Regions from separate parts of the Mus musculus genome. Here regions 1, 2, 3, 4, 6 and 7 are each linked to region 5. The links are chromatin contacts, called in public HiChIP or PLAC-seq maps. All regions are on one chromosome and are shown on one strand. Each heading gives the region's core, a stretch centred on a gene start, on an enhancer-like site or on the middle of the called end of the contact. The rest is flanking DNA. Distances are from core to core; before and after follow the strand shown. Region 1 overlaps Creb3l2 (cAMP responsive element binding protein 3-like 2). Region 2 has its middle 22 kb from the start of Gm33318. Region 3 overlaps Creb3l2 (cAMP responsive element binding protein 3-like 2). Region 4 has its middle 61 kb from the start of Gm33429. Region 5 overlaps D630045J12Rik (RIKEN cDNA D630045J12 gene). Region 6 has its middle 87 kb from the start of Gm33429. Region 7 has its middle 36 kb from the start of Akr1d1.

Region 1 (3,727 bases), core at 28-2,527, 770 kb after region 5:
GACTTCAGAGCCAAAGCCACAGTAAAGTTGCTCAGTGCAACCCTGCATGAACTCTGCCAGAAGCCCCTCTGATACAGCGCAGGTTTGATTTTGAATTACTTTCTGTCCGTTGTGTGTCCAGAAGCCCTTTCCTGTGACCTGACTCCATGATTCCCACACTCAGTTGTGTGACTTACAGCCGAAGAGTCTGCCAAAGCATACCCCAAGGTGGACGTTTACTTTGTCTTTTATTTCAGTGTTTCTCCAAAGAAGAAACGTGATCGTGACGAGCCTGGAGCATTAAGAGAGAACTTGATATCTCTATCCTCTGAGGTTGTGTAAAAATAGGGTTGGAAAGTCTATAAAATATCAGCCAGCTAAACAGAAGTGGTGTATAATGCATTTGTGCCAAGATAATTTATTTAGGCTGGATTAAGAGACTAACTGAGTGGCTCTGAAGAGAAGGCTCAGTGGTGAAGGGTGCCTACTGCTCTAGAAGAGGTTCAGAGTCTGGTTCCTAGCATTTGTATCAGGTGTCTCGCAACCACTTGTAAATTCCAGCTCCGTGGGATCAGGCACCCTCTTCTGGCCTCAATGGGTACTGCATTCATGTCTACATACCTACTCCCCTAATACATACATAGACAAACAATTTTAAAAGTAGTAACAAAAATAAATTTAAAAATCTGTCTGTAGCCGGGCGTGGTGACCCACGCCTTTAATCCCAGCACTTGGGAGACAGAGGCAGGCGGATTTCTGAGTTCGAGGCCAGCTTGGTCTACAAAGTGAGTTCTAGGACAGCCAGGGCTACACAGAGAAACCCTGTCTCGAAAAAACAAACAAACAAAAAAATCTGTCTGTATAAAATTAAACAAATAGTCTGTCTTTACTGTTGCTGTTCCAGGTCTATAGACCATTGGGGCTTCTTCAGATTACAGGAGCTGGAGATAACTGGGTGGGCTCAGTACTGACTTATGAAGCTGCTTTCCCAGTTACAAATGAAGGCAAGTCCTCAGGGAGTAAGCTGTGGCCGTTGAGAAGTCACACGGGGTGCATGAGACAAGTTGTGGGAGGAAAAGGACTGTGGGATGGGATGGCTGGGAAGCGGGGTTGGAGCCATGAGGGAGGCATCGGTTGGTGAGTCAAAGGAGACACTCGTGGCTGGACGCTGAGGCTTAGAGGGCACAGACAGAGCTGGCCACGGAGAGCCAGGAAGCTGAGCTACGTAGATGGCACAGAAAGGGTGGTTTCTGAAACGAGTAGAGAGATAGGCAGCAGGATTCACACAGGGTTGTGTGTGTGTGTGGTGGTGGGGGGTAAGGGTGACTCATAGGTGACTTAGGTTTCTGCTCTGTAGCCTTTAGAGGGATATTGGTGTTGACGTGTTCTCAGGAAGTGAAATCCAGAAAAGAAAAAGGCACCGAGATGAGGTAAAAAGGTAATCACATTTCCTGTGAGCTGGTGTCAAGAGCATCAGCGTGCGTCATCGCAGAGGGGGTAAAAAGGGTGCCGCTCTCCTCATCTGCTTCCATGCTGGGCTCTCCGTGGCTGGGTGTTGGGGTAGGACAGGCAGGGGAACACGGGTGAAAATGATAACATTGCTTCCCTTAAAACAGTCAAATAGGGACCCCATTGCAATCAAGAATAGTCTAAAACAGCAAAGTTGACAGCCATCTATCGAGCAAAGCCACTTAGATTATTCAGCTCTCTGTCCCTGATGAAGAAACACAAACTGCATGCGACAGTTTCATGTACATCTGTGTACCGAATCAGTCTTTCCAAATCAGTGTTGTTCCATGGATATGTATGTGGTTCATGCTCTACATACCATACTCTGCAGGAGAAATTGTGAGTTTAAAAAGCAATCTTGACCCCGGATCAAGTCCATCATGGCTCTCTAAAGTCATGTTATGAGTCTGGGCTCTGTCCAATTTATGAATGACTTGACCCTGGGTGAGCTGTATCCGTCTTTGGTCTGACCTTCCAGATCTTTAAAATGAAAATATAATACTTACCCACTGCGTGGCTGGAGGGATTCTCTGAGTTCACATTTATCGAGCACTTAGAGCAGTGCCTGCCACTTCACAAGTGCCGAGGAAGTATCAGCTATTATTGTCCTTGTTCTTCTGTGGACTGCTCCATAATTAAGTACATAATTTACCAAGTGCCCGTGATAGGGATGACAGGAGCCAAGGAGAGAGCTTCTATATATCCAGGCATGGAAAGAACACAGAGAGACAGAGATTGTGTTGGTCTCAGAGGTCCATCCAGTACAGGCTGGGTGTCTGCCAAAGACTAAGGACTATGGGTTGGTCTTAAACAATGTTTCTTCATATCAGAAACACCTGTTTGGCGGTCTATAGTATAGGAGTGATCTAATTTTACTTTTTTCTATGCGTACATATGGGCTCAAAAAATAACATTTATTAAAATGTATACATCTAGGCCAGACCTGTTTTGAACCATTGCTTCCTTGGAAAGCAATGTGTGCAGGTGACAGTGAACCTGGGATATGGGACTCATTTCTATGGTGTGAAGAATCTTTTTCTATGAATCCCAGCTGTACACTTTTGGGTGAGTCTTTTTAATCTTGTAGTTGTTTGTTTTTCAAATGGGAGTAATGGTTGTATTAACCTCTGTGGTTATGCTTAGGACTAAGTTATCATTTCCAAAGTACTTAGAACAGTACCCAGCCCATAGCAAACACTGATGGTGCTGCTGAGTTTACTATTCATATCAGGGCACCATGGGCAGACAGGTCGCCGGCTCCCACGCAGTGGGCCCTATTTTCACTATTATGACCATGTTCCACAGAATTCTTGTCCCACAGCCTCCTGCCTTCCAGAACTCAGTCTTGGAACTGTTAAAGGATATTATTGTTCCTTTTTTATTAGTCTAGGTGTTGTGCCTCCAGGCACATACCACTTGGGTATCTGGTACCTGTGGAGGCCCGGATCCTCCTGGAACTGGAGTTACAGATGGTTGTGGGCTGTCATGTGGGTACCGAACTGTGGTCTTCTGGGAGAATAGTGTTCTTAACCACCAAGCCATCTCTCTAGGCAAGAAGATTTTTATGTGGAAAAAGTAAGATCTGTCAATTCTTTAATACGTGTTCAAAGAGCAAACAAAATGAAGGTTTAGAGGAGGCATAAGAAACTAAGATGCTTTCTTCAATGTATACATGCTATTTGGATGATAATGTGGATACTTTGAATGATATATTGGGTAATATATCACATACTATTATATACAGGTAGGATACAGGTAGGACTTTTTGTCACATAGATGATATTTGTAACCAAGTGATTTCTCTTAACAATGAATGCTTACTCCTGTGCTGTGTGTATGTGTGTAGTGTACATGTGATCCCGCACATGCGTGTGCATGTGTTTATAAAATACAAGACTGCGTCCAGGTTTGATCTTTTCCCACTGTGGTTGCCTGGCTGTGCGTATGGAAATCATCGAGGCTGTATTACGGATGCTTTAAGCAGATCCGTGCCTTTGTGCTCCAAGGCCACCTGATATTTCAGTCTATTCAGCGTCTGCAGTGTTAACCGTGGTTCCATTCTGAGCTCAGGTATGCAGGACTTGCTCCCTGTCGTCACGAGACGGTGGCTTCTTCTCATCTTTGCTGATAGCCAAAGGGTGTTGCTGAGAAGATGCAGCTTTGGAATTTGACCTTTGAGGGGGAGCTGTGCAAATACATTCTGATGCTACAGGGGGTGCGTTATCTCCCAGCACGCACA
Region 2 (4,053 bases), core at 1,346-3,845, 680 kb after region 5:
ATCTTCCGATCATGTATACATGCAGGAACACACAAACACACACACATGCATCATTATCATCCTCATTATCATAATAATAATATAATTTTTAAAAGATAGAAAGAATGGGTGAAGGGAGGGAAGGAAAGGGCAGATAGTTTTTTTTGTGAATCAATTTTTCTTTCCTCATATAACTGTTATAATTGCTTATCAGTTTTAAGAAACTTCTTGATCTTGTCTCTGTTTTTTATTCTTTCGTGTGTGGAGGTGATTGAGATAATTGTTTTCAAGTGATCAATCATCTTTGTATAACTAGAATAAATATCACTTAGCTGTGAATACTGGCTGATTTTGGGTGTCAACTTGACATAAGCTAGAGTCATCAGAGAGGCAGGAGCCTCAGTTGAGGAAATGCCTCTATGAGATTCAGCAGTAAGGCATTTTTGACACAGCAATAAAACCTCAACTAAGACACTGTGGTATGTCGGTTTTTAATGCATGGCGGGGCTGGGTAACATTTTGTTGAGAATTTATGTGACACACACTCTGGTCTGTAGAATTCCTTTCTGGTAATCTTGTTGTCTGATTTGCATTATGGTAATGCAGAGCTCCTCGTATAACTTAGGAAGTTTCCTTTCTGGCTCTGTTTAGGAGGCTGCAGAAAGCTGGTACAGTTTCTTCTTTGTTTGGTAGACGCCATCTGTTGAACATCTGGTCCTGTACTTTCTGTTTTAAAACTGTGTTCACTACCGATTCCATTTCTTTACCAGAGATAGACCTACTCATGTTTCTGCATGTGGGGATTGATCTAGGTTTTCAAATATGTAGGCACAGACTAGTCATAATAGCCTTCCTTCCTCCCTCCCCCTCCCCTCCTCCTCCCTTCCCTCCCGCTTTCCCTCCTTTCCCCTTCCCTTTCCTTTCCATTTTCCTTCCCTCCCATTTATCTTTCTCTTCTGTTCTTTCCTCCCTCTATTCTTCCCTCAGTCCTTCTGTCTGTCCCCTCCCTCCTTTCTTTTCTTCCTTGCAGTTCTGAAAACCAAACTCAGGGCTTTTCACATACTGTGTAAGTTCTCTACCACTGAGATACACTCAGTTTCTCTCTGTCTCTCTGTCTCTTTCTCAGTGTGTGTGTGTGCACACATGTGCCCATGTACATGGGAGGCAGAGTCTTTCTCTCTGGCCTGGAGTTCATCAACAGACTGGGAATCCCAGGACCTGCTTGCTTCTGCCTGCCCACTGTTGGGATAAGAGGCATTCACAACCCTGTGCCATCCTTCTTTGTGTTCTGGGCTCTGACTCAAGCCACCATGCTTGCATGCATGCACTTTACCAACAGAGCCATCTCTCCAGCCCTGGTTTTTAGTTTCTTAAAGTGAAACCTTAGATTGATTTTTGTCATCTTTCATATTTTCTTTGCATATATTTTGATGCTATATTTTCTTACTGTTGCTTTTACTGTATCCCCCATTTTTAAAAATAGGGTTTTTTTGTTTTGTTTTGTTTTGGTTTGGTTTGGTTTTTTGGTTTGGTTGTTTGGTTGGCTAGTTGGTTTTTTTATTGTTTTTGCTGCCATTGTTGCTTGAGACAGGGTGTCATTTAGATTAACCTTGAATTTATTATGTAGCTGAGACTGTCCTTGAATTTTTTTGTGTTTTTTGTTTGTTTGTTTTTGAGACAAGTTGTCTCTGTGTAACAGCCCTTGCTATTCTGGATATTCTAGAGCATGCTTTGTAGACCAGGCTGGCCTTGAACTCACAGAGATCCACCTGCATCTGCCTCCCAAGTGCTGGGATCACAGGCTTGTTCTGCTACCACCTGGCCTGTCCTTCAACTCTTGATTCTTCTACCTCCATCTCCTGAGTGCTGAGACTACAAGGAACCTACTGCAGAAGGCAGTTTCTCTGAGTAAAGCAGACAGCAGCACTAATCTATACACATAAATACAATTGTGCAGAAGACATCTGATGAGCACATCATATCCATTTAGGGAGGGAAAAGGACGCCTATACTATGGTCTCCGACCTTCTCAACCATGGACTTTTGACCAGGTTTATAGTACCAGATGCAGAGTGGACCCCAAACCTCTTAATAGCGTTCTCACGCCCGGCCAGGAAAGACGCAACAAACCAAAATCTTCTGCGGCAAAACTTTATTGCTTACATCTTTGGGAGCCAGGAGGGCAAGCGCCCAGCGCCCAGCCCCAAAAACGAAAGCCCCTTCAATTACATCTTTAGGAGCCAGAGCTCCGGCGCGCGCGCTCTATTGTTTACATCTTTAGGCAGCGAGCGAGCGCAGGGCGCGCAGAGCCAGAGAGATGCCAGCGAGAGAGAATGGCGGAAACCCCGTCCCCTTTTTTAGGAGAGTTATATTTCGCCTAGGACGCATCACTCCCTGATTGGCTGCAGCCCATGGCCGAGCTGACGTTCACGGGAAAGGTAGAGTACAAGTAGTCATAAAATACCCTTGGCTCATGCGCAGATTATTTGTTTACCACTTAGAACACAGGATGTCAGCGCCATCTTGTGACGGCGAATGTGGGGGCGGCTCCCAACACAAACCCAATCTGAAAGCAAGTGTATACCTCTTTAACTGTGAAGCCACTACTGTTCCACTGAACACATCTTGAGTGGCTGGTCATCATTGCTGCACACAGGCTCCATCTACAGTTGAGTAAGACCATTGACGACGCTTTCCTCTTGCAGTGGGTTCAGCTTTGTCTAGCATAGTTAGGGCTCTCCAGCAGGGAGGAGACTTCCAGCCCAGTTCTAGCTTAATTTCTCCATGCCCTGTCACCAGAACATTTGATGTCTTCAGGGATAAGGTCTTGCCAACAGCAGTTTTGGTTGCCCACCAGAACTAGAAGGGAACCAGCCCTCAGTTGTTGGGATACTTTTTGTTCTTGTTTTATTTGTTCCTTGAGAAGGTCTTGGTATATAGCTTTGGCTATCCTTGGCCTTAAACTGATTCTCCTGGCTCAACCTGCTCAGTACTAGGAAGGACTATGGGCAAGTATTACTATGCCCAGTTTGTATTAAGCAAATGTTGGTGAGTTATAGTTACCTCTCTTGTGACATCATTGACTCACATTTACTTAGAATTATGCCCTTTAATCTCAAGTATTTTATGGAGTTTCTCAGTTTTCCATTATTGTTTTCTAGTTTATTCCCATTTCCATTTGTGAGCTTTGTATAATTTTTATTTAAGTGCAGAAGTGCAGGCCTTTAATCCTAGCACTAAGGACACAGGTGAATAGATCTCTGAGTCTGAGGTTAGCCTATCTACATTCCAGGTTTCACACAAGCCACAGCCATGAAGTATGAGACCCTGTTTCAATTTTTTTTACTTATTTTTATCTGTGAGTGTTTATATATGAGTGTCTGCCTGAATGTTTCTACGTATGTATACCACATGCATGCCTGATGCCCACAAAGGCCAGAAGAGAATGTCAGAACTAGAACTGGAACTAGAGTTACAAGTGGTTGTGAGCCACTGTGTGGGTGCTGGAAAACTAGGCTAGAAAAAGCAGCCTCATGGTGGCATCTCTCCAGCCCTATTTAGGATATTTGAAGTGTGTTTGTGTGGTCCAGGGTATGAATTACAATGCTGATTGTTTTGGATGAGCTTGAAATAAATCTTTATTGTTGGATGTCATACTCTATAGGTACCAGTTGCATCCAGTTGGTTGACAGTGTTATTCAGTTCAACTGTGTCTTTCACAATTTTCTACCTACTGAACCTGCCAATTACTAGTAGAATGGGGTTGGGATTTTCAACGATAATAGTAGAGTCTACTATTGCAGTTTCTGCAGCCCAGTTAACAGGTTTTGGTCTGTAGGCCATTGGACAGTGACTCAGAGCTAGGACAGATCTGTGTCACCCCTGACCCCCTTAGGTGAGCTGGAAATGCTAGAGAAGAAGAATTCAGATGGTCTTCTTATCTCCGTGATGGGACCTATAGTCCATGCAATGGAGACAGTTTCTGAAGTTGTTTGTGGACACACCGAGTTAACAATAGGACCTCTCATTTAAAATGGACAATCTGTTTTTCAGAAGTATCAGAGGATGTCCTCC
Region 3 (3,611 bases), core at 720-3,219, 750 kb after region 5:
TTTACCCTGTGACTCACCAGAACAGCTTTGTTTATTCTTTAAGCTTGCACCTCAAGCGCGCGCGCACACGCGCGCACACACACACACACACACACACACGCAGCCCTCTGGTTTTCCTCCTGACGAGGTTGCATGTCTGTGTGATATCTCTGGCTGGTGTGAAAGTCATGATGTTTTTCCACTCTGCAAAGGTCCTCTTTGTTTGACTAGCCATGAAGACCTCTCCTTTACTTGGTTGTCTGGCTGCCTGCTGTTTGTTGAGCTAGTTTGCATCAACAGTTGCCTAGACACCATGTGAAGACAGGCTTGGGTAAAGACTTTTCCTTTTTTCCCTTCCTTCTTTTCTTCCTTTCTTCCATTCTTTCTTTCTATCACAGGTGCATTCTGATTAAGATTGGTGTTATAAATAGATCACTGTATATATCCTGGCCTTAAGGTACATGGAAGTCAAACCAGAACCCCATACATGGGGTTACCTCCATGTGCCTGTAGTCAACAATCCAGGATGGTCATAGATGACCCAAACCTTCCTCTTCCACAACTTCCCTCCATGGAGACTCTGTGTTGTAAATTGCTGGCCCTTTTTAAAGAACATTAGCAAAACCAACAGAAAAATTTCAGACACCATTATTCATCTGCCAGCTACTCGGAGCTCAGCCAGGCTTGAGTGTGTGTGACGGGAGAAGGTGGGTGCCCCAAGTTGGTCATGATGCGGGAATGTGTTATATGGAGTGGCCATCAATCAGCCCAGTGATACGCAGGTTTTCAGCAGAGCAACACTAGGAGCTAATCCTCTTTTAAAAGCAGTTACAGTGACTTAGAGGGACAAACTCCCTAACCCTGAATTCTGTTACTTCCCAGGAAACAAATCATGATGGAGTCAAGAGACACCAGTGGGCACACCTTCAAAGTTCTTATTAAATGATTCAAGGATTCTTAAACTCCTGGGCAGGGAACTAAATGATTGTGGCCGGACCTGGGGTCAAAGGAGAAAGAGATGCCAGGAAAGGATAGTGTTGGTAAAGTCAGCAAATATTGACTAAGCACCTCCTACTCGCAGAATTTCCCTTATAGGTGGGGTAGGGTCACTGTCAAACAGTCAACAAAGTAGGAGTCAGATAATAAAGTCCAGAACAGATAAATGTTAATTTCAGATAATGACAAGAGCAAATGTGGATGATAAAACGGTTTTGTGACCCCAGGGTAGGCATAGGCACCGACTTCTGGAGCTGGCTTTTGATATGGGCTGCTGGGGGCCTGGGAGGGGTTTGGAATCAACAGCCAGGAGATGGGGAAGGAGGTGCATCATGGAAGAGATAGAAATCCAGACGCAGAGGATGTGCAGGGCTTAGACAACAAACTATGTCCAAGTTTCCCAGATGGTCTTAATTGCCTTTGGGGGGGGGGACGCCTAGCAGGGTATTAGTCACAGAAATGACAATAAGGATATGTAGATTTTCCCTGTAATCGCTTCTTGCTATTTGCAAAATAGCAAGTCCCACAAAGTCATTGAACTATCTAATAGCAGAGGAGAGAAATGTGAAGATTCTCATAAGCCTCTCATGCCAGCATTTTTATCAGCCAGTTGATACATAGTCTTAATAGTGTGTGCATCTGTTTAGGGACACCTCATTCAATGAGTTCTGCTGGCTTGTTTACACTGGACTACGGTCCAGAGCACCATACCTTGTTTGGATGGCACTTATCTAGCCTAAGGATGGTTTCTGTGAGGCACGTCATCATCTCCTTGCTTTGGGGAGCAAAGGCACCTCACAACTGTGCCTGGAGCTGCTTCAAACAGCAGACTGACTCATCGACAGTGCACAGATGTGTAAACACGACACTGAACAGACCCCGCAGAGGACACCGTTTCCGGTGTGAGGATGGAGTCAGGCTGCTGGCACCCGGAGCCTGAGCAGCAGTGACCTCAGTTTTCCGTGCTTTGCACAGACTCGCAAGAGACTCCCACTGGGAGGGGGGGTGGCAAGTAAACCCTAGCAAGCAAATGAGTCACAAATACGGAGTCTGTGGGTAGTACAGTGTGTCCCACTGTCCTCCTGACTGGTGCTACATGGTTGACAGTATGGTAAGTGGCTTGCCATGAATGCAGCTCTATTCACAGAGCCAACTCTTGAAAGCCCGAGGAGGAGGTAGCTGAAAAGGCCGAGGTAGGTAAGAAACAGCCCCATATGTCTTAGGAAGGTTGAGGGCAGTCATTTGCCTTTCACTTAGGAGGGAGCTTCATGTGCTGTGGACTAGCTGCCCAGAAAACAGTGCAGCTATAAGCTGACTGGAATCATACCTGCCTCTACCTAAAATAATTGGCAAGTATTTTGCCCACTGTCCTGGATAGTGAGTCTTGCCCCTTTCTTTGCTCACTATCATTTGGTAAGAATAGATGTACATGAAAATCGTAGCTCATGTTGCCCACTCGACACAGACAGACATGGTTCTCTATGTACTTATTTCAAAATTGTACGTGCTCATGATGTTCATGCTGCACCCATGCCTTCAACATGAAGGATGAATTAATTAGCTGTGAACTCTAACTTTTCACGGAAGGATGGTCTCGTGGGAAAATGTGGTTCTTACACTCAGGGAAATAGATGCTCATTTTCTGTCTCTGCCCCTCTCTGAGCTGCACAATTTTGGGCCCATTGTAGATCTTTTCTGGGCTCACACTTTCTCATTGGTAAACTGACTAACTAATATGTCTGTTGTAAAGATTTATTAAAATAATATATTTAGCCATTTTCCTCGTCATGCTTCCGTGGCTAGGCCTTAGTGGACAGCTAGCTCTTCGGTGGCTTCCTAGATAAAATGAATGAATCATCGTGTAGACAGCGACCTTTGTCTCCCAGCTGCTCTGCCTGGAGAGGATCACTCCCAATCGAACCGTTATCACATCGTCCGTGTACCCTGGCTTCTGCATCAGTAAACACCTTAGCCTGATGTCACTATTGACTTTCTTCCTTTTAAACACAAATGTTCTAGAGTACACACAGAGGAAGATTCCCTTAGATTCTTTTCCCCTCTAATCTTGAGGGAGATGTTGCCAGGTTTTCTGTGTCCCCTGGTGAGTCAGGGGCTCAGGAACACTCACTTGGTATGACAGACAAATATGAAAGGGATGGACAGCTACTGGTCTAGTGTGGTACCTGTCACATCAAGGGAAAAGTACAGTACCAGGAATGGCTTGAACCACAGGATCCCGACCAGTAGCCAAGTCTTGGAGGTACTCGACAAGGGATATAAAGATTCCCCATTTTATGATAATTTCGCAATTACATGATACTATATGGTTCTTTATACCTAATAAGGACATTTTACAGAATTTATACTTGATTTTAAAACTCTATTTATCATACTGTGGATTGGGCCCAGGGCCATGGGTATGCTAGGTAAGTTCTCTGTTACTGAGCTTCATTCTCAACCCAGGAGATTCTTTTAAAAGACTCTATGTGAAGTTAGCAGGTGAACCCAGCTACCAGAGAGCGTCATAAGGTCAGCCTGACAATGGCAAAGACCACAGGTCGCCGTCTCATGCTAAGTGGCTCTGTCTCGCTGAACTTTGATAGCTGCTATCTGGAGGAGAGAAATTTGTTTGTGTT
Region 4 (3,585 bases), core at 749-3,248, 550 kb after region 5:
CTTCCTTGTCCCACCTACTACTTTCCAAAAGCAAGAATTAGGGCTGGAGATGTGGCTCAGAGGTTAGAGCATTGCTGCTCTTCCAGAGGACTCTGTTCAAATTCTGGCATCCACATGTTGGCTCACAGTCATCTGTCGCTGCAGTTCCAAGGAATCTGACACCCTCTTCTGGCTTGCTTGGGTACCAGGCACATGTGTGGTACACGTGCGTACATGTATGTGCAGTCAAAACACACATACACAGAAAAGAAAAGAAATAAATCTTAAAAAAAAAATAAAAATAGTGATCCCTAGAGGGCTCTTCATTGCTGGAGAAAGAGGATAGGCAGTCCGGCATTTTGAGTTACACCTGGCTTCTTATCAGATACCCACGTACACACCTCGATGATCTCTATTGTTTACCTGATAAAAATAAAGCTAATACTCTCTGACATCCACAGAACTCTTATCTTCAGCTAGCTTTCCCTGTGGCCAGAGCTTTCCTTTTTGTAATGTGTCTGATCTTTGTGCTTGAAGGGTGTAGGCGAGGCTTTGGGTAGAGGTGGTACTGTGGCCGGGTGGTAGATGAAGGGGCTCAGGGAAGCTCTTCTGTCTGTCAGTGTGGAGAGCTGCTGTGTTACTCGGGTCCGCAGAGTCTCTGCTGTCTCTGTGTGTGAAATCTGACACTGTTCCCCGGGTGTGCATGAGCACTCTTTGTTCACAGCCCCTCCTCCACAGTGAAAAAAAAAAATCCTCCTAGCCCATGATATATAAATCATAAATAGACCTGTATGGTATTATAACTTGGATCTTGCCTCTGTTCCATTTGTTGTGATTTATGTCTGCTCTTCTTTTCCTCTTTATTATCTCCTTAATTGTAATCATTTTTTTTTGTTGTTGTTGTTCAGTTGCTCTGCATTTTATTTTGTTATTTCTCTTAGGAAAGTCTACTTGGCTTTAATAAGGGGAGCATCACTTAACTGAGAACAAATGAGAACATATAGCTTGAGCAGTATCTGATTTGTGAAAGAAATCTGTTGATAGAAGAGGCTCCAAGGTTTTCAGTTTGTAGTTATCATTTTTCTTGACTTGCTGGTTACACTGGGTTAATATTGTATTTAATACTGGATCACACACACACACACACACACACACACACACACACACACACGAAGAGAGAGAGAGAGAGAGAGAGAGAGAGAGAGAGAGAGAATATGACTAAGACTATCTGGAATTTTTGTTTTCCGGGGATTGTAGCTTTGAAACTGGTGACGTGAAGCGATTGCAAAGAGAGCTATAGCTATTTAGGGATGATATTTGGGCCCTGAAAACTCTACTCTGTGCTTTTCCCATGCGCAGGGTAGAATAAATTCACGAAGCTCCTTCACTGTTTCTTCTATAGAAGTGGCCACCATTCAGGGTTTCCTCCGTCCCTTTATAGATGCAAATGATCTGCTCAAATCATCTATACAAAGTGAAAAGGCCTCCTCAAATCCAATCCTTGAAGGAAATCTCCTTGAGAGTTAAATCTCAAACAAAGGAAGAATAGACCAGGGCTTATTTATCTTCTACTTGCTTTGGGGATTCCTAGGCAGATCGTACAGAAGTGAAGAAAAAAAGCTTAGGGCTATACAGTCTTTCCTCTGCTTTTCGTTTCTTCCTCCTCTGTGAAATGCAGTAGACAGGCTCGCCCAGAGGCAAGAGAGCCCAGCGGTTTCTAAACCTGAACTAGAGGGCAAAGCCTAGTAGTACTGTGAAGACCTTTGTTCTCCATTACGAGAAGATTAGAATCCAGAGGAAACTGTGTGAATGTGTGAGCGTAGGCAAATGAATAGTAATTTTTCCTTATGGGAGGCTTAGCAAGCAGGATGTAGAAGGCTTTCCTTTCGGAGATTATGAGAAATCAGACTTGAGAAGGATCTTTTCCCATATTCTGCCTCCTTTTGAGAAGAGGGCGTTTGTTATTCACAGTGCCCGAGCTAAAACAAAGATAGACTTGGGCTCCCCTAGTGGCCTCCCCTGACCTTTGCTCTTGAGAAATCCTCCCTTCCCCCATCAAAGGCAGCTAGCCTGCCAAGCACCAGTATTCTACAAAACCTCTCTTACCTTGTAAAAATGTATGTGTGAAGGGATTCAAACTCTACCTGGTAAAACTTTTGTTTATGCACAAGACCTGCTAAATCCCTGGAACGGATGGATTGGACAGTAGCCCGTCCCTCTCTTCTTTCCTTTGCTTCCTTCCTGCAGCTTTCCAAATTAGCCAATCAGAACTAGTCTGCGAGGTTGACCGCCCAATCGAAGAGAAATAACCAACTGTCGCTGCCGCCTTTCTCTAGGGATGACCATCAGGCTCCCGTGCTGGCCCTGTTCGGGATGTGATGCACTCTCTTTGCAAAAGGAAATCGCCTTGGAGTTACTTCCTCACTATTCATGTGATCCTTCCTGCAACATTGAGATTATTCTTTTCCAACACTCAGTCTTTCAGACTTTTAAAGTCAGATGAGGAGCCTTCTGGTCAGCGATGATGGAAATAGTGGTGTTCCTCCAGTTAGAGTGGAGAAAGAGAAGAGAAAAACTCTAAGAAACTGCCACGAGCAAATGAAGGAATTTGTGTACTGGGGTTGTCGTTATACTCATGATAAAATACTTCAGTAGACACATTTATGTCCTTAGGTCAGAGGACAGTTCTGTGCACTCAGTTCTTTCTTCTCTTTAAGTAAATTGCTGGCCTAAAAATGTTATTAAAAGCAACAATGGAGCAAAAAAGACTGGAAACAAATAAACATTTTGGAGAATATCATTCCCCAAATTGAGAAACAACGGAGGTTTTGCTTGTGAATCACTGGATATATCTATCCACGATCTTGCTCAGTATCATAACAATTTGCACATGCTTATATAATTTGAGCATGTTTTCATGTTACTGAGCATGCTTTTTCTAGAACCGATAATGCGACTGATAATATCGCCTCAGAACGGCTGGCATCCTGGTCGAGGATTACCAAACTCAATTTCTTCTTCCCTTCCTCTCCTTCCTCCTTTTCTGCTTATGCAGAAGATTAAAGCAAGGTGAAGGGGCCTGGGGCTGGGACAGGGGTGGGACCTGGTGCTGGGGCTGGGACAGGGTGGATCAGGGCCGGAACTAGGGGTCGGGGGTAGGACTTATAAAATACTAACATGTGTGAAAAACACATGATTATTAAATCAGCTTTGTCAATGAATTATATACAAATATACCATGGTCCTCCTACTAGATTTTTTTTTAATGGAGTAATAGGAAATTGAGTTTTGCATCATATCATGTGTGACATTTCTCTCTTCCCACATGCTTATGTAATGCTAGCATTCCTCAAGGATCCCAGATAAGAACAGTTTCATCAGGAATCTCTTATTTACAGATTTCTTTGCAAAAGATTTTCTTTCTACTCTTTCCTTTTGTAAGCGTTTGACAACCTAGTTAGCAATCGTCATGAATTAAAACAGTTCAGATCAGAAAGCTCATGACTTGAAACAAGATGCTCTAGGGCTTACATCTGTAACCTGACATGTGGGAAAGAATGAACTTGCCCTCATAGATAAACACGTGACAAGTACTTTCATACTTCC
Region 5 (4,121 bases), core at 464-2,963:
GAAGCAACAGGCTCCTCCCTGGGAGCTCGGGGAGCTCTGAAGCCTCACTTGACCCCTGTCACCCCCTCCCGAGGGTTCTTGTGAGCAGTCGCTGCTAACTACAGATGCCCCTGTAGAGCAAAGGAGCAAGCAGTTTCTCTTCCTTTCTCTGAATTTAGGTCCCCCTGACCAGGGAGGAAACACACACACACACACACACACACACACACAGAGTCACTCCAGCTTTTCTGGCAACAGATGGGTGTTCCTGTTCTGCTGGAAGCATATGTCCTAACACTCCAAACACTGGTGGTGGTACGCTCAGTGTGTAGAAACTGTACTCGTAGTCTTAGTATAGTCACCTGGTCCTTTCATAGGCCTAGTAATGGACACCGCATTCCCTCCTTCCCCACACAGCCTTTGCTAGCAGCCTGGGCTTGGCTTCTCGGAGGAGCCAGCAGTTGATGCTTGTTTTCCAGCCTCCAACTGAGTTCTCTGTAGGGAGGGAGGTTGGTTTTCCTTGGACTCTTCCTTTGTCTTCATTGATGACCAGCGCAGGCTTTCCTCATGGTGTCCTGGACCCTCCTTTTGGGTTTAACCTAATTTGGGGGAATACAATCTTGTTATGTTGCCCAGGCTAGCCTCAGATTACTAGCTCAAGCAATCTCCTACTGGGAAGGCAGATGGAAGCCGTGGGGCCTGGCTTGGATCGCCCTTTGTTTTCTCCATTTTCTCCTTTCACAGAAAGTACAAGGGTTTCCTCAGAGGATTTCCTACTTTGCCTCCAGGGCTGCCTTTCCAAAGATTCCCTGCTCAGAAAATCCTCCCTAGATGTCCTTAACTTTTTACTCTCCCTAAAATTCTGTGATGTGTGTTTTAAAAATAATGCCTTTCTCAGAGTTTACCTTTCACTAGCTAGATTTTCTTTTACCTTTAAGACCATATGTGTACTACATAGTTTGAAATTATCTGGAATTTTCCATTTTTCCTCTCAAAATAACCTCTCCTTGAGGGCTGTCTCCCCAAATCCTCAACCCTGTCTGCTTATGCAGTCATCTCTCAGGTTTAGGCCCGGAAGACTTCTGCCCTCAGGCTACATCCAGCCTGCTGCTGTTTTGGTCAACACTGGGCCTTTTTGTAAGACTGCCACACCCTTGCTTGCATGCTGTCTTTGGCTGCTTTTTGAGTTGGGTTGTGACCAACTTTTTATGACTTGAAGAACCTAAAATATTTATTGTCTGGCTCTTGACTGAAAGTTTTTGTTGGCTCCAGGCCTGCCGGTGCCTATGCACAGCCCCAGCCGCTTGGGAGGCGGCAGCCAAGCCGCTGGCTTGAGCTCAGGAGTTTGGAGAGAGAGAGAGAGAGAGAGAGAGAGAGAGAGAGAGAGAGAGAGAGAGGCTCTGTCTCCTTAAAACAACATCAGCAACAAAAGCTGCAAGGTTGTTGAGCCCTTACTGTCATTTAGTGTCCAAAGTAGATGCTCCTGGAAGGGAAAGGAAGTTCTCTTAATGATTAAACCAGGGCAGCAGGCACACAGCTAAACCAGGATGTCAAGCCAGTCTTTTAAGAGCCCACTAAGGACTGCAAAATAGCCACTGCAGGACATGACCTACGATGTCGTCTGAAGAATGACAGGAGCAGGAATCTGTTGTAAAATGCTGTCCTCTGGGCATGACATGACCATGGCCATTTGAGATCAGAGCAGCTGTGTTTTTCCTGAGCATCTCAGGAGCAGGCCCAGGAAACTCAAGGCCCCTCCCTTAGGATTAATCATTGCCAGGATGAAAATTTTCCTGCTGTCAGGCGGTTGCCCATGCGCCTTTAAGCCTCACTTCTGTAAAGAAATCCAAGTTAAACTTGGCTCACCAAGCTACACTTAAGGAGGACTGCTTGTGGTTTTGGTACCCCGTCTGGGATGAGCTGGTGGCTGTCCGCGTCTGAATGAATGGGCCCTGAAGCAGAATGGGGTCAGCAGACCTGAATTCAAGAGAGTAGACTTTAAGTTCTAACCCAAGCTTCCTTAGGAAACCTTAAGTCCATGGGTTTGCGTTTGTTGAGTTCCGTCCCCACGTGAAGCACATCGCCAAAGGGTGGGATGTGGGAAAGGGACGCTTGACTTTCAAATTCTCAAGAGGCAACAAGGAGACAGAGGCGTGGGAAGTTCTGACCTGTGGCTCTCTGTTGGTTTTCTGGTAGGTTTTCTGTGCCAGTGGGAACCCAAAGGAACCACCCTTCCTTCCCAGCCTGAACCTGTCTGTCCTGCTCCAAAAATTAAACTGTCTCTGTCTTTCCTTCTTTAAAGTGTGACCAGGAAGGATGAGAAGGGAGGGGCCTAGAGTATTGGGACTCTGACGTTTAGGCGCGCACACACACAGGGTTTAAAATAAATCTTTAGCTGGGCATGGTACTGTATGCCTTTAATACCAGCACTGACTACAGAGACAGGGGGATCACTGTGTGTTCAAGGCGCCAGCTTGGTCTGCATAGGAAGATCCAGGCCAGTGAGAGACTCTGTCTCAGTAAATTAAATGAAAAAGAGGGAAGATTGGGGGGGGGGTGGAATGCCACCTTGTTTCTCTGATTCTTATCTCTTAAATAGTGGGGACAGGACATTAAACTTTTCTTAATTACTCAGATACCTTTATTTTAGAGACATGGTTTCTGACTATTTGTTAGTCTTTACTATTGTGAACAGTTTTTAAATGGGTACTGAATTCTTTCTACACACACATAGTCTGTTCTACCTTTGGTTTTCACAGCCACAGAAAGTTGCCTGGGTCTCCTTAGTGTGTTTACTTGGAAGTCTGATTTGTGGCTGCTTAGGCTTCTCAGTGAAGATGTCCTTCCCCGGGTCTGACATCTATTTTACGGTTGAGTTTTACAGAAAAGAAGTTGTGAAGTATTCTCATTGGGTTTTTCTCAGTTGACATCTTTGCCTCATATAAAACATGATGCCTATTAAGAGAGATGACTTTTAATTCTTATGACAAACCCTTTCCCACAAAGTAGGACCATTTTTAAATTCCACTCTGCCCCAGAATTTAGCTTCACACTCCACCCCATGCCCCACGGAAGCACACATGTCATTCTCCCCCTTGCCTCTCACACAGTCTGATCCTGACCTCCCAGCTGATGTCCAGACACCCTCCTCTACAGAGCTGGGCAGGTATCCCGGCCTGCCCTTCTCAGCCTCTCAGTACATCCCGCCTCAGCCGTCCATCGAGGAGGCACGCCAGACCATGCACTCCCTCCTGGATGACGCCTTTGCCCTCGTGGCTCCCAGCAGCCAGCCCACCAATGCTATGGGAGCGGGTACTGGTGTGCCTGCCAGCCTACCTGTGAATAGCACCCCGTCCAGGGAAGAGAGGCGAGCCACGCAGTGGGGGTCCTTCTACAGTCCAGCTCAGACGGCCAACAACCCTTGCAGCGTAAGTACTGGACTCCTGAAATTTTTTGCTGGGCAAAGAGCTTGACTCTTGTTACCTCGCTGTCACCTGAAGGCTCCCTGTGAAAACTTTGGCTGCATTTTACATGACTTAGAGCATGCTTGGTAGATCTCAGCTTTTTATCCTTGACTACAGTTAATTCTTAGTGTTAGAAGCAGCCTTTCATGTAGCTCTGATATTTGAGGAGGATGTAGCTGGTGTTCAAGGAAATCTCTTCCCAGCTCCCTCCCGGGGTCATGAAGGGGAGATAGGTTGTCCGGGTGTGCTCTCATTGATTCCTGTAAAGGGATCCAGTTGTTTAGCTTGTCCCTGGACCACCTAGTCCTGAAGGTGCTCCTGTAGCTCTAGTCCAAGCTTACACACCAACAACTGTTTGCAAACATCAGCTTCCCACCCTGCCTTTTGTTGACATGGGTGGGTCTTTCTTTAACGCTTATCACTCTTTCTTATCATTAATATTTGTTAGAATAGAAAGCAGTGGATTTCAGTGCTCTTTTGGTACTGGGTCTGAGGCCTCTCTGAGCCCACTGTCTCTCTGTCCCCACCAATCAGAAGCCCTTTCAGGAAGCAGAGAGGACATCTGGGCTCCCTGCTCTGATCACAGGGTGGTACTAATGGGAAATCCAAAGGAGCTCACTTACTAGGCACCCTACCTGAATTGCACTTTCCAGCCCAGGGCTCCTTGGTTTGCTTCTA
Region 6 (3,725 bases), core at 961-3,460, 530 kb after region 5:
TTTCAGGTTTGCTGACCGTACGATTTCATATAGATGGACCTGGAACACCTTTTCCTCTTGCTTCTCAGGTGTGATAGTGACTTAAAGATCCATCTTCGCTACTGTGCATGTCTCCACCTCCCCCCCCCCCCCACCTCCTGCCCCCATGAGGATTTCATTGTATGACTGTACCACAATTCACCGATTATACTTCTGCCTAGTGAGGGAGGTCATGAAGACAGTAAAAACACACAGTGCACCCAGGACCCCCATGCAACACTCAGAGGCAGCCTCAGAGCCCCTGTGTTTCTAGGGAGAACTGGTCCAAGGCAAAGGATGCTGACAAGCTCACCAAGTATATGTACACAGCTTGTGCACTCCAATCTGTTCCTGTCCCTGGCCTCCCCATCCACCACACTGTCTTAGGTATAGCTCAGCTGAGTCTACATCAGTTTCCAGCAGGCAAGCCTTTGGCTTTTATATTTCAGACTCCACGGAACAAGCTACTAATCCTTTTACCCCTGTAGGAAGTGACTGCTTGCAGATCCTTTGCCCATATGAGGTGTGAGGGGAGGCTACCTCACTGCAAGAGACTGGATCCCTGTTCTCACTTCTCCTACTGTGGGTCAACACTTGACCCTGTATGTTTTCCATTTTCCACCAGCTTGAATCTTCCGCTGGTCCCTTCCCTGTACGTTTCTTACCTGGCTTCTTACTATGGTTCATGACATGTGAGTTCTTTTTCCTGGGTAGGGCCCCAACAACTAAGTAAAGAGCTCCAAAATAAACATCCCGGTGCAGAAGTACACAGTGTCCTCTGGGGAGGAGTGTCCAGACGGCAACCTCGGGCACTGAGCAAGTCTCGGATGTTTATTCGTTCACTTACTTATTTACTCTAGTCATTAAATATAAAGGGCTAATCGTGATTAAGATGGCCAATTCATATTTAAATAATAGAAAAATAACTGTGTGTGGTGGCGCATACCTAAAATCCCAACACCTTGAAGGCTAAGGCCACTCAAGGCCAACCTAGGCTAGATAGTATAGTGAGTTTTAGGCCAGGCAGGGCTACACAGCAAGACCTCACCTCAGACAACAAAACAAAACAAACAAAAGTAGAAAAACAATTTAATTTCCTTTCTTTAAAAATCATAAAGACAAAAGAGAAAGTTGTAGAACCCTAACACTTTCCTGGCGTGGTGCCACATGCTATAGTCCCAGCTGCTCAGAGAGCTCAGAGGGCAGGAGGGTGGCTTGACCCTGAGTTTGAGACCATGAAGGGCGGCATAATGAGATGTTGTGTTTAAATCAGTGATTCTCAACCTTCCCGATGCTGAGACCCTTTAAAAGAGTTCCTCATGTTATGGTAATCCCTGGCCATAGAATTATTTTCCTTGCTATTTCATAACCATAATTTTGCTATTGTTGTGAATTGCAATGTAAAGATCTGATATGTTACCTCCGCAAAGGGTCTCAACCCACAGGTTGAGAACTGTTGATCTAAATGAGTTCTGTCTGGACCTAGTTCCTCATCTCCAAGCTCTCTTCCAGTTTAAACCTTGTGATTGAGAATGTGATTGTCATTCTTGGTGGTCATCTTGACAGGATTTAGAATCACCATGGGAACAAATGTCTGGCCATGTCTACAAGGCGTTTTCCAGACATGGTTAATTAAGGTAGAAAGGCTACCTGAAGTGTGGACTGGGTTCCCGGTGAATAAAAGGGAGAAAAGAAGATGAACAGCAGTGTTCGTCCCCCTCTGCTTCCTGACTGTGGATGCAACATGACCAGCTGCCTCCTGCCACCATGAAGGACTGTGTCCTGTTGAACTGGGAGCCTCCCCCCCTCTTAAGTTGCTTCTTGCCAGGTGTTACAACACAAGTAACTGAGCAATATAGATGGAAGTAACTAATACTAACCCTTCCTTCCTCTGCCTTATTAATATACTTTAACAATTTATTTTTTCTTTTCTTAGTTTTAAAATTCATAACATATGTGCTCCCTGGGTGTAGACTGCATTCTTTATTCATGAGTGGGCAGCTGAGTAAACATAATTACATTCCAGGAATCCCAGGAATTGGACGGAGGTCACACCAGTTTGCAGGCAACAGGCCTGGGCAGTTCCGTGGTGTGGTAGAAGATTTGCAGGCACACACCAGGCACTGGGTATGACTGTGGGCGTGAGACAGCTTGTCATGAAGTGGATGGAACGTGATGGGTATGATCAATACGTGGCACAAAGCTGGGGAGGATAGATGAAGAGACACTATGTCCTAGGACAGGTAGGGAGGACCTTTCAGTCCAGCAGCGCAGCTCACTGGCGTCTCTCTGCTCTCCCCGCCCCTCCCTTGTACTTCTGGATGATTTCCTTTAGTCTTTGGTTACCCTGCTCCACTACTATAAATAAGGAACTGAGTGGTTAAGCTAGCAGAGTATCTCCTCCCCCACTTCTCCTTTTTCATCTCAGTGTCCAAAGCTGAGCTTTAATCAAAGGCAGATGTGTAGAGGGAAACACCGACAAAGAAAACAAACATTCGGTTCCTGTGTTTTAGTCAGACTTAGCATTTCGGTGACAAAGTCCTGTAGAAAATAGCTCGGTGGAGAGAGGGTTTATTTTGACTCTTGGTTTCAGACGCTCAAGAGACAGGCAGAGAAGCATAAGAACAGAAGAGGTGTAGTGTGGTGTGGTGTGGTGTGTGTGTGTGTGTGTGTGTGTGTGTGTGTGTGTGTGTGTGTGTATTTTGGCAGAAGAGGCCTCTCACCTTATGAAAGGGAAGAGACTCAGCTTCCACAAACATGTCCCAGTGATCCACTCCGAACAACTGAGTCCTCTGAAAGGTCATCATCATTGATGTCGTCAAATCATGAACCACTAATAAACCTATCCATCAACTAGCTCAGAGCTGTCACGACTCAAACACTCCTCCAGAAACTTGAAAAAGAATTCTTCCTTTTTCTCCTCTCCTCTCCTCTCCTCTCCTCTCCTCTCCTCTCTCTGTCTCTGTCTGTCTCTCTCTCTCTCTCCCTCTCTCTTTCTTGTGTGCTCAAACTAACTACATCCCCAGGCAAAGTTTCTTTTCAGGTTTCATTATTTGATGACATCTCGTATCTAAAACCTTTCCTACAAATTGTCCTTTCTCATTGGTTGAGGTATCCAGCTACGGCAGGGGGCTTGCCTTGTCTAATATTCATGTCCTAACTTGTCAACTAGAATGTGACTTGTTTAACATTCATGTTTTAACTTGCCAACCAGGAAGTCAGTTACCCATGTACATGTCTCTTTCTGCTAAGTAGAACATCAGTTCCCACTTTACTCAACCCCTATTCAAAATGGAAGTCTTATTCCAAACACTTTCTTGAGGTTCTACGTTTCTTCCTGCCACTGGGGTATGGGAACACCGCTGGGCAGCTGAAATGCCTAGACACTAGACTGCATTTACCTTATGCCCACTGTCAGGCGCTAGGCTGGAGGGAAGCACCGATACACCACTTAGGGGCATGGGAAAACAGCCTAGAATGTGAGAGGCTAAATCTGGGGTTCCCAGAGTCCCTGGCTCCCAGTTGTTGCTGGAAATCACAGAGGAGTCAGAAATGGAGAGTTGGGGGCCCACAGCCTGGACCCAGGGCTCCAAACTCTTGGACATATAGATACCCTTGGGTCGAGGGGAATTGGGAATGGAAGAGGCCAGCAGGCTGAGGAGTCTGGGGCCTGGGGATGATGGAACTCTGGCTTAGCTCATTGGTGA
Region 7 (3,551 bases), core at 712-3,211, 650 kb after region 5:
TTACTTGCATTTATCAATATCAAGCATTTTCCATAAACATTTTTCTTAGGCCTTAACCTGCTGAGTTGGATCATAACTGGCTGCTCTGAATGTTGAGTCCTGCTTCATGCTGGCTCCTCAACCTTCCCTGCATCCTGCTGCTGCTGTCTAGACCACCCTCCCACAGGGGTCAGGGGATGTGACCAGCAGCTGTTGGGCACACCTCCACCACGGTGGTCCACAATGACCCAGCTTATGGACTTCACTTCTCTTTTCTTCATCATAGAATCCCCAGATGGGGTTGCATCCCTGAAACCCATATCTCTCTCTCAGGTCTAGGGTTCAAGCTATCTCTAATCAAAGTTCAAAGACTAACGCTATCTACAGACACTACCTAGCCCATGCACAGCATAATAATTTTGAGGTCTTTCTCTGATGTTCTTCCAAGTTATAGTGATGGTTTATATATGCTTGACCCAGGGAGTGGCACTATTAGGAGGTGTGGCCTTGTAGAGTAGGTGTGTCACTATAGGCATGGGCTTAAAACCTTTATCCTAACTGCCTGGAAGCCAGTCTCCTCATAGTAGCCTTTATATGAAGATATAGAACTGTCAGCTCTGCCTGCACCATGACTGCCTGGATGCTGCCATGCTTGTGCCTTGATGATAATGGACTGAACCTCTGAACCTGTAAGCCAGCCCCAATTAAATGTTGTCCTTATAAGAGTTGCTTTGATTATGGTGTCTGTTCACAGCAGTAAAACCCTAACTAAAACAGTTACTAAATTTATTGTTTCCTCAAGAAACCAAGAACAAACTTTTTCTACAAAATCTAAAATATTATGTAATTGTTGTTACCCTTCTTTAGCAAAGCATATTAAGCTTTTGCACAAAAAGCATACGGTTATTCCCATTTTTCTTTCCTCCTCCTCCTCCTCCTCCTCCTCCTCCTCCTCCTCCTCCTCCTCTTTTTTCATGGTATCCTTCACTTTGTCTCCCATAGCTGAGCCTCCCACTGGACACCATTCTACTGGAGCCTGCTGGTCAGTCACTGAGAAAACCACAACTTGGAAGTGAGAATGATTATTAAAAACACAGAAAGAAGATACAAGAGACAGATATGGGAGGGCTACTGGCCAACACTGTGCCAGCAATGAGTGTATTTTATCGGTGACTTTTAAAGGCAAGCAACACAAAGCATGACAAATTTCAGGAAGTTAAACAATGACCACAGATACTTATGTGGTGAGTTATCTATGTTTGACTAAGTTGACTTAAGGCCATTTCCTTCAATCTAGGACATTCTCTCAAGGACCCATGTGTCAGTGGAGGAACTTGGAAGGGTATAATGCACATCTTAATTCAAAACAAAGACAAATGTATATTAGTATAGAATGAGAGGAGAGGGTACTGTCATGGTGTTTCCTGTGATAGTGACATTAATGTTTGTCCCATATTGTGGCAGCTTTCTGTGTACACATGCAAAGATTGCTACTGCCAGGGACTGAAGTCCTCAGGGAAGATCAGACACCAGTGCCAGGGATGCTTTGCCTCCTTCCCTGGATAAGCTATGAGTGATGGTCAAATGTGAGTATGGCAATAGCACTGTTCCCTCCTTCCTGTCCTAGGCTGGGGGCTCAAGTCCTGGGCAGATACACCTGTGTGGCATCATTCCAAGTCCTCTCTCCCTGGTAAGGGGAGGAGTTTTCTGAATCTGTTTTCTTTAGTGGTCAGTACTATTGCTATGAGACTTCTGATAACTGCTGCTTTTAGTTCTTCTTAGGATGCGCTGTCCTCAGGCAGAACACGTCATGTCTCTCACTACATTTAGTCTTCCTATCTCATAAGGATCCCAATGAAGAAGTGCTGCACATGAGTGAGTTATTCAGGTCATGTTCTTCCCAGAAAACAGTCCAAACCTTAGCAGACACATGTGCTCACTGTGAATCACAGCCCTCTTGCTGGGCTCTGAGTTGTCCTCAGACTAAGAAACTATTGATATTAGGACAGGGGTTTACCCTGTGAGGTCACAGAGGCCTCATCTCAGTTAACTCTGAGAATAACAAGGGGAATCCAGTGCTCAGTCATCTATCAACTCTCTACAAAACTGTTCCAAGCATCCTTGGACACACTTAGATTTGAAGAAGTAGCTGGAAGTGTTTCTCAGAGAGCTTCCTGAGAATCACCCATATTTATCTCTTGGTAGGCCTCCATCTTTTCAAAAGTCACTTTGTCCTTGAGAGGAGGAAACAGTGGACATGGCGGCTTCCTCAACTCAAATGTCTGAACCGCATCCCCTGCCTCATTGTCTCAGATTCTCTGTTGTGAGCTTGGTGTATTGTTGCCCCTCAGTCTGCAGGGTGCCATCTTCTGCCCCCTGTATCTAAATGTAACCACACACTGTTTCTGCTTCACCTCTGTGCACCATTAATATTTTAGCTTGTGTTAATTTGCAGGCTATTAGCTGAGTGCTTGCCTACAATGTCAGTGACACTTGGTTTTGAATGGAACAGTGCACAATTACATAGATAAATAGTGAATAAACATGTACAGGGTTGCTGATCACAATACATCACATTGCAGGCAGAGCCCAGCTTGTGAGGTGCAGATATCCTGGGAACACCTGCTTTTACTTGTCCCAGCCTCAGTGAGCCTTTCACCTGAATAAGTGTGACAGTGAATGAGCAGGTTTTCCAGACATATTCAAAGCCTTCTGTCCTCATGTGCCCGTAGTGGGCTTATACACAGTGTTGGTCTGGGTTTGTTATTTCTGCTTTGACCTGAGACTCTTTGTGAAGTCCATGCTTTCCATGTGCTGGAGCTGCAAGCTCTCAACCACCAAGTTTCCATTCTTCCTCATGATGGGATGGCAGATCTAAAACATGGCTGACACCCATCGCTTGTGATTGCTGGGCACCCATACCTGTCGGCCACTGTGCACTCTCTGTAGTGACCCAGAATGCTGTAAAGTTCAGTGGTTATTTGTGAAAAACTTTAAACCTTTAGCTGAATTATCCGAGCTCTGTCCTTGGAGACAATTCCTGGCCTGAGGATGTTTTATGGGAGTCACACTGTATGTGTTTGCATTCGTACATGAATATATGAATAACATGACTTATGAACATGTGTATCCTGTGTCATTTGGAGACTGTGAGTAGTCAAAGTGTCTGATGGAAGGACCAGCTTTTATAGTTGGAGGTGTAGCCACTGTCATGTCCTGAGCCTGATCATGTTGTGTCCAGCATAGGCTCATTTTGGCTCTAGTTGGCTGTCCACTGTGAAACACAAAACATCACCCTCTTTTTGGGGTGAAAAGACAAATTCTGGCCACCCCTGATTAATGAGAGCCTAAAGTGGAATTAATTCTTCAAGCCACTTGCACTAGCATCAAAGGGTTCAGTGATGTGTTAATTCTATGGGGGAAACTCATACATGTGGTTGAAGTTCAATGATGCCCCATGAGTTTACTTCACAATAACAGGAACATTTATATAGCCTTTCAACCTGCCTGATCTCTCCTAGGGCCCATAGCTTCAAGTCTCTGACAGTAGAAGTAGTGTGAGCCAAGCTGCC

Evidence for each region. HiChIP or PLAC-seq counts read pairs in DNA pulled down with a chosen protein or histone mark.
Region 1: an HNF4G HiChIP or PLAC-seq map of pancreatic cancer cells shows a contact between it and region 5. The contact joins two enhancer-like sites. A contact is called at or near these places in 2 of 115 datasets of contacts at active chromatin or transcription factors (extraembryonic endoderm stem cells and pancreatic cancer cells) and 1 of 9 other capture datasets (embryonic stem cells).
Region 2: a FOXA1 HiChIP or PLAC-seq map of pancreatic cancer cells shows a contact between it and region 5. The contact joins two enhancer-like sites. A contact is called at or near these places in 2 of 15 datasets of contacts at CTCF or cohesin (large pre-B cells and pro-B cells), 19 of 484 Hi-C or Micro-C datasets (B cells, the HL-1 cell line, the MC3T3-E1 cell line and 10 more), 4 of 115 datasets of contacts at active chromatin or transcription factors (embryonic stem cells, extraembryonic endoderm stem cells, large pre-B cells and 1 more) and 1 of 9 other capture datasets (embryonic stem cells).
Region 3: a contact with region 5 is called in a FOXA1 HiChIP or PLAC-seq map of pancreatic cancer cells. The contact joins two enhancer-like sites. A contact is called at or near these places in 4 of 115 datasets of contacts at active chromatin or transcription factors (embryonic stem cells, extraembryonic endoderm stem cells, pancreatic cancer cells and 1 more).
Region 4: an H3K27ac HiChIP or PLAC-seq map of extraembryonic endoderm stem cells shows a contact between it and region 5. The contact joins two enhancer-like sites. A contact is called at or near these places in 2 of 15 datasets of contacts at CTCF or cohesin (large pre-B cells and pro-B cells), 6 of 484 Hi-C or Micro-C datasets (B cells, the C10 cell line, the N1E-115 cell line and 2 more) and 4 of 115 datasets of contacts at active chromatin or transcription factors (embryonic stem cells, extraembryonic endoderm stem cells, large pre-B cells and 1 more).
Region 6: a contact with region 5 is called in a FOXA1 HiChIP or PLAC-seq map of pancreatic cancer cells. The contact joins two enhancer-like sites. A contact is called at or near these places in 1 of 15 datasets of contacts at CTCF or cohesin (the NIH/3T3 cell line) and 4 of 115 datasets of contacts at active chromatin or transcription factors (extraembryonic endoderm stem cells, large pre-B cells, pancreatic cancer cells and 1 more).
Region 7: a contact with region 5 is called in an HNF4G HiChIP or PLAC-seq map of pancreatic cancer cells. The contact joins two enhancer-like sites. A contact is called at or near these places in 1 of 15 datasets of contacts at CTCF or cohesin (pro-B cells), 2 of 115 datasets of contacts at active chromatin or transcription factors (extraembryonic endoderm stem cells and pancreatic cancer cells) and 1 of 9 other capture datasets (embryonic stem cells).

The regions. Positions count from the first base shown.
Region 1 is chr6:37,368,366-37,372,092 of GRCm38.p6, reverse strand. All of the region lies in intron 2 of Creb3l2 (cAMP responsive element binding protein 3-like 2), which reads left to right. Among named protein-coding and RNA genes, the nearest start is that of Gm33275, 48 kb to the left of the region's middle. Within about 2 kb of position 1,277, at least 38 of the 459 cell types and tissues checked have an H3K27ac peak or open chromatin away from gene starts, as enhancers often do. A contact at or near this core is called in pancreatic cancer cells, where this site is marked.
Region 2 is chr6:37,462,628-37,466,680 of GRCm38.p6, reverse strand. No RefSeq gene overlaps it. Among named protein-coding and RNA genes, the nearest start is that of Gm33318, 22 kb to the right of the region's middle. Within about 2 kb of position 2,595, at least 160 of the 459 cell types and tissues checked have an H3K27ac peak or open chromatin away from gene starts, as enhancers often do. A contact at or near this core is called in embryonic fibroblasts and pancreatic cancer cells, where this site is marked.
Region 3 is chr6:37,397,454-37,401,064 of GRCm38.p6, reverse strand. The region is part of intron 1 of Creb3l2 (cAMP responsive element binding protein 3-like 2); the gene reads left to right. Among named protein-coding and RNA genes, the nearest start is that of Gm33275, 19 kb to the left of the region's middle. Within about 2 kb of position 1,969, at least 85 of the 459 cell types and tissues checked have an H3K27ac peak or open chromatin away from gene starts, as enhancers often do. A contact at or near this core is called in extraembryonic endoderm stem cells, pancreatic cancer cells and trophoblast stem cells, where this site is marked.
Region 4 is chr6:37,590,979-37,594,563 of GRCm38.p6, reverse strand. No RefSeq gene overlaps it. Among named protein-coding and RNA genes, the nearest start is that of Gm33429, 61 kb to the right of the region's middle. Within about 2 kb of position 1,998, at least 120 of the 459 cell types and tissues checked have an H3K27ac peak or open chromatin away from gene starts, as enhancers often do. A contact at or near this core is called in embryonic stem cells, extraembryonic endoderm stem cells and trophoblast stem cells, where this site is marked.
Region 5 is chr6:38,141,878-38,145,998 of GRCm38.p6, reverse strand. D630045J12Rik (RIKEN cDNA D630045J12 gene) reads left to right here. Exons shown (of 20, transcript NM_194061.3): 16 at 3,090-3,407. It overlaps Gm52858 (a long non-coding RNA gene), which reads right to left. Exons shown (of 3, transcript XR_003956278.1): 2 at 2,724-3,703; 3 at 1-578. Among named protein-coding and RNA genes, the nearest start is that of Gm52858, 3.9 kb to the right of the region's middle. Within about 2 kb of position 1,713, at least 101 of the 459 cell types and tissues checked have an H3K27ac peak or open chromatin away from gene starts, as enhancers often do. A contact at or near this core is called in the NIH/3T3 cell line, embryonic fibroblasts, embryonic stem cells and 3 more, where this site is marked.
Region 6 is chr6:37,616,231-37,619,955 of GRCm38.p6, reverse strand. No RefSeq gene overlaps it. Among named protein-coding and RNA genes, the nearest start is that of Gm33429, 87 kb to the right of the region's middle. Within about 2 kb of position 2,210, at least 204 of the 459 cell types and tissues checked have an H3K27ac peak or open chromatin away from gene starts, as enhancers often do. A contact at or near this core is called in the NIH/3T3 cell line, pancreatic cancer cells and trophoblast stem cells, where this site is marked.
Region 7 is chr6:37,492,836-37,496,386 of GRCm38.p6, reverse strand. No RefSeq gene overlaps it. Among named protein-coding and RNA genes, the nearest start is that of Akr1d1, 36 kb to the left of the region's middle. Within about 2 kb of position 1,961, at least 9 of the 459 cell types and tissues checked have an H3K27ac peak or open chromatin away from gene starts, as enhancers often do. A contact at or near this core is called in pancreatic cancer cells, where this site is marked.